Regions from separate parts of the Sus scrofa genome. Here region 1 is linked to region 2. Evidence: chromatin contacts called from public HiChIP or PLAC-seq data. All regions are on one chromosome and are shown on one strand. Each heading gives the region's core, a stretch centred on a gene start, on an enhancer-like site or on the middle of the called end of the contact. The rest is flanking DNA. Distances are from core to core; before and after follow the strand shown.

Evidence for each region. HiChIP or PLAC-seq counts read pairs in DNA pulled down with a chosen protein or histone mark.
Region 1: an H3K27ac HiChIP or PLAC-seq map of alveolar macrophages shows a contact between it and region 2. The contact joins the promoter of KIAA1468 here to the promoter of TNFRSF11A in region 2. A contact is called at or near these places in 1 of 47 Hi-C or Micro-C datasets (alveolar macrophages) and 2 of 2 datasets of contacts at active chromatin or transcription factors (alveolar macrophages and skeletal muscle).

What each region holds. Positions count from the first base shown.
Region 1 is chr1:159,316,220-159,321,569 of Sscrofa11.1, forward strand. It overlaps KIAA1468 (lisH domain and HEAT repeat-containing protein KIAA1468 homolog), which reads right to left and starts at 1,456. Exons shown (of 29, transcript XM_005654481.3): 1 at 670-1,456. The coding sequence starts at 1,189. It overlaps PIGN (GPI ethanolamine phosphate transferase 1), which reads left to right and starts at 1,515. Exons shown (of 28, transcript XM_021099782.1): 1 at 1,515-1,665.
Region 2 is chr1:159,184,173-159,190,322 of Sscrofa11.1, forward strand. It overlaps TNFRSF11A (tumor necrosis factor receptor superfamily member 11A), which reads right to left and starts at 3,304. Exons shown (of 10, transcript XM_005654480.3): 1 at 3,162-3,304. The coding sequence starts at 3,236.

The DNA.
Region 1 (5,350 bases), core at 206-2,705, 130 kb after region 2:
GAGAAGAAGGCCTGTGAGCTGGTGAGCTGCAGATACACTGCAGGTAGATAGAATTTGCCCGCCCTCCACCCTAGGCTTCCTAAAATTCTGGAAACCTACTGAAATTACGGAACTGAAATGGAATTAAATTGAGTTTATTTAAACAGAAAAAATTTTACCAGCAAAAAACCTAACTTTTAAGTAAGTCATCCTAAAGACAAAAGGTCTTCAAGTGGATCTGACTTTAAGGGCTAGCAACATTTCCTATTCTTTTCCCTCTTGATTCTGAGTCAAATAATTACTGCGAACAATTAAAGGAACACTTTTTCCTGGTAGTGGTGATTCAGGAGATTGTCGAAAATGGAAAAATGATTAAAGCGATAAACCAGGTTGCAAAGAAGTCTTTCTGGAGTCACGTAAAGCCAGTGAACTGGAAACTCTGGATAATTAATAGATACACACCAAGAGCGGAGCCAGGAGCAGGTGCAAGTCCAGCCAAGAGTTGGAGGCGGGCAGAGAACAGTCACTGCCATATCCTTTTGCTTCCACCACGAAAGACTACCCCCAACCCGAACCGTCTCTCTCTGAAACGTCCCTAATACTCAGTACCCGCCCAGAGGTACCCCCTCCTCCACAAGAACCTCTTACAATCCCAACTGCCCAGACAAGAGGCAGGCTGCTTTCACTTACTGAGCTGTCCCCCACCCGATGTCGTACTCGGCTCCCGACCTCCTGCGCCTCCAATGCCAGCTGCTCCAGGGATTCCCGGCGCCCCCATCCCAGGCGGGGTCCCACTCTGCCTCTCGAAGTTACCAGGATTGGAGAAGTAGTCGCGCAGCCGGGGCAGCTCGCGGCCGCTCTCCAACAGCTCCGTGTGCAGCTCCAGGGCTGTCAGCAAGTATTGATCGCGCAACAGCTGAGCCGCGATCGCATCAATTGACAATCTGGCGGGGGTCTCCCCGGTGCTCCCTAGTGTCACTGCAGTCGCTGACCCCTCCCCAGGGAGCCCTGGTCTTGCACTGCTTCCTAAGGCCACGGGATCCTGGGGCGATAGCGAGTCTGCAGAGCCAGGATCTAGGCCGCTCCCAGAACTGAGCCTAAGTCCTGCCCGCCGCTCGTCGGTCGCTGAAACCTCGTCGTCGTCCTCGTCTGAATCGCTGAGGAATGGATTCACGCCGCCGCCACCACCTCCAGGCGCCATCGCCGCCATCTTACACTGTCAGGAGTGTGGGCGCCTCCCTGTCTGGATCAGACAGGCCGCAGCCTGAATTCCAGCTAAGCTTGAGCAGGCACTGTGCACCTCCACAGCCCCGGCCTCACTAGGTCCCGCCTCCTCACCTGGAGACAAGGCCCAGGCTCGGAGGCAAATGGTCCGGATGCAGCGCAGTAGCAACAGCAGCAGCCGCTGCCTTAGCAGCAGCTGCACCAGCAGCCGGGCTCTGCAGGCGTCTTCCTGGTCCCCAGTCTCGCGAGAAATGGCGCGGGCCCTGCCCCTCTTTCTGCCCCAGCCCCGCCCCTCCCCGCCCCGCCCGTTCTCAACCCCAGCCAGCAAAGATTGGGAGCCCCGCTCCCAGCTCAGAGGCAAAGCCCCTCCCCCACTCCTATTTTATTGGCCGATGGAGGGGGGCGGGGACTGGAGTTACGGAGTACGGGCCCAAGAATTATCGCGAGAGCAGCTCTGGTCAGGTAAGTATCGGGGGCGTTCCACGATAAGGGGCAGTTATGACGGTGGCCTAGGAACGTTCTCTTGGCTTTCCTTTCGGGGACCTAGGGGAACTCTGCTACAGAGCTGGATCGGCCTTCGCGCTGAGAAGACCTCATTCCTGAGATCAGGCCTCACCTGGATAAGCCCAGGTAAAGTCAGGGGACTAGAGAGGAGAGGTGTGGTGGTTCTGAAGCTGGCCTCACGGCCTCTGACGCGCTGCTTCACTTTTCCTTAGGATACTTCGCTTTTTCTTACTGTGTGCTGCTAATGACATGTTCTCCGCAAGTGTAGCAAGTGCCCAGGGCAGGGGCAGCAGTCTGAATGTGGCTTCTGTTCCTTGCTTTCTCACCTTAGGCCTGGGGACCGCCTACTTACCACCGAGTTAGAGGTAGAGCGGTATGCGGTAGGGTGAGGGTATGGGAGGTGGAGGGAGTAAATAGAAGACAGAACTCAAAGGTTTGGTTGGGTAAAGTTATATTCCATTGAAGCAGTAAAGTATCTCCTTTAGCTCTGTGAAAAAATACAAATAGAGTATTCTTTCATATCCTTAGGGCACGTTATTGGTTCATGTAAATGTATGCCAACATTTAAATGTAGGCTTAATTTCAGTTTACCAGACTCGGTAAACTAAAATTTCATTGGAGTGAAGTTTTGGGTTTTTTGTTTTGTTTTTGGTAGAAGTGTTTTGATGTTGTTAGTAGTAAGAATTTGAAGTATTTTTTGAATAGAATATTAGCTCCTAATGTTTGAATTCTAAATTGTTGTGTGTCTGCCATATATTGAAGAAAAGCATGGGGAAAAAAATCCCAGATCTTAGGGAAATTATGTCAAAATAGGCTACGCGCTGTCCTGTTACATATTTCTTAGCAAAAAAGATTGCTGATCCTCATTGTAACTAAGTTTGTCAGAGAGATTGAAAATGGAACCAATGTAATGGAGGAATGGTAGGGATTAGGGAATGTCATGGAAAGGGCATGATTAGAAATGGATTGGCTATATACAGCATTTCCATGTCTGTAATGCGGCATTTTAGAAATCTTTTGTATTTAAGGTCCCTGCACTTAGAGTCCTCCCTTCAAGGATTATGCTTATTGAGCTGAAGAGCCTAAAGCTCATATCCCAGTTTTGGCAATTATTTGCTGTGAGACTTTAAAATTAGAGTTCCTTAATTCTCTCAGCTTCATCTGTCAAGGGGATACTCTGAAAGTTCACAGAATTAGGAATATGCTTGTCACAGTACCTGGTGCCTAGTATACAATAAATCTGTCGTTATAGTCAGTTATCAATTAATGTAATATTAGTATATATTGTGAATATTTGACAGGTTTTTAAAAATAAAGCAAAGCAAACCCAATGTCAAGTGTTTAGTAACTACAGCCAGAAAAAGCAGTCAAGTTAGTAGGCCCCAAAGGGACTATCTTTAATATAGGGTCTGATTTCTAGAATGAAAGTTGAAAATAGATTTAAAATGTATTTCCTCAGAGAGTTGTCAAAAGTTGTATGTAGAAGTTCTTCCATGATTGACTTCCTAAAACACATCAGTAGTTTCCTGAGTCTATTTTGTATCCTATAATCATGGACTTGTTTACCTTCCAACCCCATAACAAATCAACTGGCCATACTTCTCAGTAAGTACTTTTCTTTTCCACAGTACATAGAGGTTTACTTATCAATTTAAAATGTTTAAGAAATAGCCCATACCAGAATATTAATAATTGCTGATCTCCACTTAAAATAATTTGCTGTTAATATTGTTGGGAAATTTTCCTTCTGCTTAGCAAGATTTACATTAATCTAGATCTTTACAGCTAATGTTTCATTGAATAATCAGAATAATCGTTGAAGTTTCTATTTTAGTGATGAAAATATAAAAGCACTTTTTCAAACATGTCAGTCATGTTCATATTGTATAAGTTTTTTTTTTTTTTTTTTTTTTTTTGGTCTTTTTGCCATTTCTTGGGCTGCTGCCGTGGCACATGGAGATTCCCAGGCCTGAGGTCTAATCTTAGCTGTAGCCACCAGCTTACACCAGAGCCACAGCAACGCAGGATCCGGGCCGCATCTGCAACCTACACCACAGCTCACAGCAACGCCAGATCCTTAACCCACTGAGCAAGGTGAGGGATTGAACCTGCAACCTTATGGTTCCTAGTCGGATTCATTAACCACTGAGCCATGACGGGAACACCCATGTTCGTATTTTTAAAAAATTATTTTTTGCTTTAATAATCTTAAGATAACCACAGGTAATATCTTAAATGCAAGTTTTTCAATGATTTAAAGTTTTATAAATGTCTAGTCTTTATACACTTATACATTCTAATTTTTTAACATTGTTTTTCAGTGTGTGGTAGACATCCCACAGACATAAGCTAAATAAATTTTATTGGTACGTGCGTATGTGTATTTTAAAATTTGTAGTAGTTATTCATCTGTTTTGGTGATTTCCAAATGACTCATCCATGATAAAGTTTTCTTCTTCACTAAATATGAATAAAATGATTTTTTTTTTTTTTTTTTTTTGTCTTTTTATTGCCGCACCCAAGGCATAGGGGGTTCCCAGGCTAGGGGTTGAATCAGAGCTGTCACTGCTGGCCTACATCACAGCAACAACGATGCCATATCTGAGCCTTATCTGCGACCTACACCATAGCTCATGGCAATTCCGGTTACTTAACCTATTGAGCGAGGTCAGGGATCAACCTGCATCCTCATGGATACTAGTAAGATTGGTTTCCACTGAGCCATCACAGAAACTCCTAAAATGATTTTTTTTAAAGAGAAATATTAAGTAATAATGCTTAAAATGCTTAGCAATAATAAAATAAGTAGTATGTGAAGGATGATATTTTGGAATCACTGTAATTTTATGTATTGTAAATGACTTAAACATAAAACTTGTTATTAAGTATCCTTCACAGTTCATGTGTATGTTCTGCAGGAATAAATAGAGAAGCAAGGCAGCCTCTAGTGGCTGTAGTGCATATTACATATACCTTTGAAATGATAATCCTAAGTAATTTATTTAGCAAACATTTGAGTCCTTACTAGGTGCCCAGAACTGTGATGAATGCTGGAAAAGGTCTGTCTTGCTATCCTGGAATCAGGGTTAAGTGATAGAGGCAGACATTACTACACATAGTCAAAGACATAGCTATTTAGTTATAAACCAAAGTAAAGGTTTTGGCTTCTGATTCAGTCTGCATCATCCCTGAGGAAGTGATGTCTGAAAGTGCAAGGAAACTAAGAGAGGGACTTGACTAGGGATCCCACTGTTAATATACAATAGAGCTAGACTTTTACATTGGCTGTTACAGGTTCAAGGTCAAAATTCTCAAATGTTTGTTTCACTACTTCAATAAGCTTTTGAGTAGTAGATATTTTATATTATCCTTTAACACATAGACTTTGATACTTTATACAGAAAAGTTGTATAATAGCAATGGGGAAAAGAACTAAGTCCAGGAAGTTATTTGTAAATGCAAATGAAAGTGAGAAATGATATAGATGTTTCCTTATTTATAAGCATGGTAAGGAGAGTGCCAAGGTTGCCATGGCAAAGAGGAGTATTTAAATCATGTGAACTTCTGTACATCTAGATAGAGATCCTCTGTACTTTAATTCTAAAAAGAGTTTAAGATTGAACTGAAATGAATTAAGTGCTTT
Region 2 (6,150 bases), core at 2,054-4,553:
CGTGATTGCCCTGGCTACACCCACGCGCTCTCTCTCTGTGCTTCTCATTATTATTATTATTATCACAGCTTCACTTGTCTCATCCTTTTCATGAGACTGTGACCTGTGAAGACCCAGCTGTGTCTTTGCCTCATTTCTCACCCGCACAAGGTTTTACATCCCCAATATGTTTGCTGGGAGTTCCCTTCACGGCTCAGCGGGTTAATAACCTGACACAGTCTCTGTGAGGATGCAGGTTCACTCCTTGGCTGTGTTCAGTAGGTTAAGGATCCGTAGGTGCGGTCGTAAAAGAAGAAAAAAAAAAAACACAAACAAACCACAAACAAATATGTTTGCTGGCTTAGGTATGAGTGAATCTGCCCTTAGGTCTTGGATAACTGGAAATAAACGTGACTGTGTGATCAAATACCTTAATGAAAACAGCCTACTCCTATAAATTGTTTCTTACTTGGAATAAACAACAGGACTACAAACATAAAATTTTATTTTTTTTTTTGGTAAGCACTCTATGTATGTCTCAATGCAGATTCCCTCACTTATACAGGTACAGAGATATAATTAGAGATGTTTTAAAACGCAAAACTTACAGCCCTCCAGGTAAATTTAAGGCCATGTAATATAATGTAAATGAAACTAAATACAGATAAAGCACTTTCTAGAATCAATACTGCAAAACCAGTACCTCCCCTACCCCCACATTTAACAGCCTTAAGCCTTGCCCAGTGTGTAATGGATGGCTAATGCAATTCCAGTGTGTAATGCATGGCTAATGCAGCCACAGCCATGGATGGCTAATGCAATTCCTTTTTTTGAACTAATAGAACAGGTTGGCCAAAAGAGCAGTAACTGTACATGAGTGCTTGTAACCACAGTACCTTGTAACCACAATACTGCAACATCTACCTCCACCTTTCAGAATTAATGGAATTCCACTGGGGGGGACTGGGCACAAACTTCAATCATTTGATTAGAGCTATCCTAATTTCATTTGATTGTTTCCTGTTTAAAAATCCACATAATTCGGAGATCCTGTTGTGGCTCAGCCTGACTAGTATCCATGAGGATTTGGGTTCGATCCCTGTCCTTGCTCATGGGTTGAGGTTCCAGGATTGCTGTGAGCTGTGGTGTGGGTCTCAGACATGGCTTGGATCCGAGTTGCTGTGGCTGTGGCATAGGCCAGTAGCTGTGGCTCTGATTAGACCCCCTAGCCTGGGAACTTCCATATGCCATGTGTTCAGCCCTTAAAAGCAAACAAACAAACAAACAAAACCCCATAATTCAAATAGCCAAAAAGGAAAGGGAGGGGAGATGACACTTGCTGAAAGGTAGCTCTGAAAAATAAATGTTTTGAAAGCATTTGCTGTTAGTATTAGAACCTACTGCCTTATATATGTATATGTACACATGTAGTTTTTGCAATAACAATGTGAGATGCCTTTTTTTAACCTGTGGAGTGAGCAGGTTTTTTTCAGGTAGCTAGCAGTTCACTGGGACTCTGTCCTTTAGTTCAATTAAGGTAGCACCCTGTCCAACCTGTTGAACACTTAATTAAGCAACACCTGAAGTGCTTAAAATGAAAAATTCCATCAGGCCTTTCCGCCTTCTTTACCCTCAACCATTCCTAGAGACTCCTACAAATAAAAACAAAATAGATGGACTCTTCCTGAGAATTTTCTGCCCCAACCGACAGCACATTCCTGTTATTTTTGTCAAGGCTGCAGTCCCAGGCTGTCTTCCCTCTCTCTCCTCACCCCAAACACGGTTCTACAAGTGCTCCTGCCCAGTTTCCTCGGGGGGCTGTGCTGTTCTGCCCAAGGATGTGAACAACAGCCTAAGCCAATTTTGAGAGAAGGGAAATCTGAAACTGCTGAAACCCCAAAAAACCACCACCATTTACCCTTCCCTCGGAGGTACTTCCAAGTCAACTTTTACAGTGTTTGCAATGCTGGGTTTCCCACACTAGAGCGCTTCTCCAGGACAGAAAACCTGTAACTGGCTTCATTTACTTGGTAACTGTATTGTCCATCTAGTAAAGCAATTTCTTCCAGAGGACTTGTGGATGCGGTAAGGGCAACAAGGATCTGGGAAGATGCTCACTTTCAGACCCCCCTTCAAGCTGAAGCTGTTTATCAGCCCTGTGGGGGGAGGGAAAGCCGCAGGGGGGGGCCCCCGGGTGCATCCCAGGCTGGGGAGCCCCAGAAGGGCCTGGCCATGCCAGACTCACCGAGCCTGGCCCAGCCCGGGATGAACTCTTGAAGAACAAGCCTGTTTCTGCTCCCCTACAGGCTTGAAGCATCCCAGGTACCTTGGTTTCTCCAGTAGCAAACACCATTTTGTTCGAACATCATCACAGGGTTTCTGAAGACAAGTGATTCTATGTTACTCAAAGGGCCAGAGCCTATGCCGGTGGACCTTAAACTGTAGGGGGGAGTGGGAAGGGAAGGGAGTCTTAACGAGGGGAGCATAAAAAAGAAATCTGAGGTCAGTTTTTTCTGAAGAAACTGCAGTATTCTGTTTCACTAGGAGCTCTAGAGGACCGCTCGAATCTTAGGTGGGGAGAGGGTGCGAAGCCCAGTTAGAGGGACGGAGCTTCCGGGGGGGGGGGGCTCAAAATGGCAAGAAAGTTGAAATCATATTTAGGATGGTTACTTATGTGGGAACTGTCTGCGGCTCTGAATTTTTCCCTCGCTTATTTTGTTTGCGGGGTTAGTGTCTGTGTCAACGCCGCGGTCTCCACAGCACCTACTCTGCGCGGGCACCTAGAAGGCGCTCTAGAAATGCCTGGGGAATAAACGACATCACCATCGCCTACCACTAAGTGGGACTTTTGGAAGCGCCACTGTCTGGGTGCCTGGGTCCCATAACTCCCCATTCTGCACTTCAATACCCTTCCACTCGCCCGTTGCCTCCTTCCACCGTTCAATCCGCAGTAGCGCAGCTTTCCACCCTCTCCGCCCCCAAATCCTCAGTTCTTGCTGCTCGGTCCAGGTCTCAGGACCTCTTGGCAGCCGCCGCGCTGCGTCCTTCCTCAGCTCCTGCGAAAGCATCGGGCACAGGACAGGGTGCGCGGGAAGCAGGAGCCCAGACGGCCCTCCGCGGAGCTCTGCAACCGGCGGGGAAGGCGCCCGCGGGGCGGCAAGGGGAGTGGGTGGCCTCCTTACCTGCAGCCGGCAGAGCAGCGCGCAGAGCGCAAGCAGCGCGGGCAGCTGGCGGCGCCGCCAGGCGCGCAAGGCCATGGCGCGGAGGGGCGGGCTGGGCAGCCCGCTCTGCGGCCTCTGCGGCCGGGGCGGTGCAGCAGCCCTGGGCCTCGGGGTCTGCCCGCCCAGCCGCCGTCCGGCCCCGCCCCGTCCGGGCACCTGACCCCGCCCACCTGCCCTCCTGCCCTGCGCCCCCCTCCGGCCGCGCGTAGGCATCCAGGTGGGACCTTAGCAAGGGGCGCGGTGTTGTGCTTCCTCTGCTGGCGGAGGGACCCAGATTGTGGAAGGTGCGGACTCGCGGGCTACCTTGGGTTCTCTCCGTGCCCGCCGCCCGCGTTCTCTGTAGCCCTGTGCACCCTAAGGCGGAGTGTCTTAGGGCATCTTTCATGGTCTCAGTCTCGGCAGGTCTGCACCCCGGGACTTTGGAGCTGGATTCCCGGAGAAGGAAGGCAGCCCAGCAGCTGGTCCCCTGGTTCCGCGCCTGCCTCGAGTCCGCACTCAGGCTTCCAGGCCGGGCCTCCCAAAGTGGGCGCACCGCAGCCAAGAGTTAACGAGGCGAGGATCTCCATTGGAGATTCCAATGGAGACAATGAAAGAACAGTCCAGTAAAGCGTCCAGCACGTTTCACAACATCCTAGTTCAGTTTTCCGGCCAGCAGCTCTTCTTCTTACCTTTTCCAGGCTGCCCGCCGCCGTCCTGTCTCCGCCCCTCGCCCCTTGTGCTTAGAAGTAAATCTGCTCTTACCTGCTCTCACCTGCTGGGTGCACAGGTACACTAAAGCCTTTGCAGAGGTAACTTTTTTTGTGAAAACACTGGTCGTGTGTCAATAGAGTTTTGAATTCCTCGAGTTCCAGAACGATCAGCTTGCCTTACTTTTGGCCTAGCATGTCGTGTATCTTCGTGATTATTCCATGTGCACTTGAAAAAACAGTGAAAAATATTTCACTGTTGCTGGTGTTTTACAAATGTCAACTAGGTCAAATTGGTTGAAATAACCATATCAATTTTGTCTAATTATACAGAGAAAATTGTGGAAATTTACAACAAAAAGTGTATATTTGACTATTTTTCCTGACCTATCAGGGTTGTTGTGTGTTTTTTTTTCCCCCATATTTTTTGAAGCTCTGTTTAGTGGCATAAGCATTTAAGATTATTGTCTTCTTGATGAATTGACCTTTTAATTATTATTGCATGTCCTCCTTAATGGATAGTAAAGTTTTGGTTTCTGAAGCTTTTGATTTTATATAGCTATTTTACCTTTCTTATGAATAGCATCTATATTGGCATATCTACTTCTAGAATCATCTATGTCAACTTAAAGAGATAGTATATAACTGAATCTTGCTTTTTCATTTTATCTAGTTTAACAATTTCTCTCTTTTTTTTTTTTTTGTCTTTTCTAGGGCTGCACCTGCGGCCTATGGCAAATGGAGGTTCCCAAGCTAGGGGTCTAATTGGAGCTGTAGCCTCAGGCCTACGCCAGAGCCACAAAAACATGGGATCCAAGCTGTGTCTGTGACCTATACCACAGCTTACGGCAACGCCTGATCCCTAACCCACTGAGCAAGGCCAAAACTGAGCAAGGGACCAAACTGAGCAAGGGACCAAAACTGAGCAAGGGACCAAACCCGCAACCTCATGGTTCCTAGTCGGATTCGTTAACCACTGAGCCACGATGGGAACTCCACAATCTCTATGTCATGATTGGAGTGTTTAGCTCATTCACATTTAATATGCCTATAGGTGTGGTAAAATGTAAGTCTTACTATTTGTTTTCTGTTTGTTCCATCTTTGCTCCTTTCTTCTTCTTTTCTTCTTTTGGATGATTTGAATATTTTTATGATTGTTTTTTCTCCATTGTTAGCTTATTTTATATACCTCTTGTTTTTGTTTTTGGCTCTGGGTTTACAATATGCATCTATGACATCACAGTCTACCTTCAGATAAAATCCTGCTACTTCAGGTATATTATAAGAACTTCAAAACAGCACACTTCCATTTCCCCCTCCCACTTTTGTGCTATCATAATCATGCTAGTTGCTTTGCCTTGTAACTCCCTAATGTGCAGTCTGATCAGTACACTGCCCCATTACTTTTATGCTTTTTGGAAAGGGCTCTGGTAGTGTTGATTTAAAAAAGATTAAAAGTGTGGAGTTGCCATTGTGGCTCAGTGGATTAAGAACCTGACTAGTATCCATGAGGATGCAGGTTCAATCCCTGGCCTCACTCAGTGTGTTAAGGATCTGGTGTTCCTGCAAGCTGCTGCACAGGTAGTAGGTTTGGCTTGGATCTGGCATTGCTGTGGCTGTGGTGTGCATTGGTGGCTGCAGCTCCGATTCCACCCCAACCTGGAAACTTCTATATGCTGTGCTTCCTTTTTTCCTAAAAGAGGAAAAATAAAATAAAATAAAAGCACAAATATCCTGGACAAGTCAATTTCATGTCACAGTAAAAGAAGCAAATTACAGAATAACATCACCCCCATGTTTGTGAACAATAATCAGAAACATGATTTGATTTATATAAGCAAAAGAAGTTTCTAGAGAGATAACAATAGTAAACACCAATAGCACACTAACACATAAATTCATTTAATCCTCACAACAGCTTTGTAAGGAATACTATCACTAGTCCCATTCTATAGATGAGGAAACTGAGGCATAGAGGTTAATAACTTGGCTAGGGTCACTTACCAATAAGTGATAGAGCTGGTATTGAAACCAGGCTAATTGGCTCTAGAGTGTGAGTCTTGCCTCATTAAGCTTACCAATTTTTAAAATTCTTTTTTCAGGTTATTTTTTAAAATTGAACTATAGCTGATTTACAATACTGTGTTAGTTTCAGGTGTACAAAGTGACACACACACATTTTTTTTTCAGATTCTTTTCTATCATGGATTAAAACAATATATTTCATTTAGTTCCCTGTGCTCTACAGTTAATCCTGTTGTTTA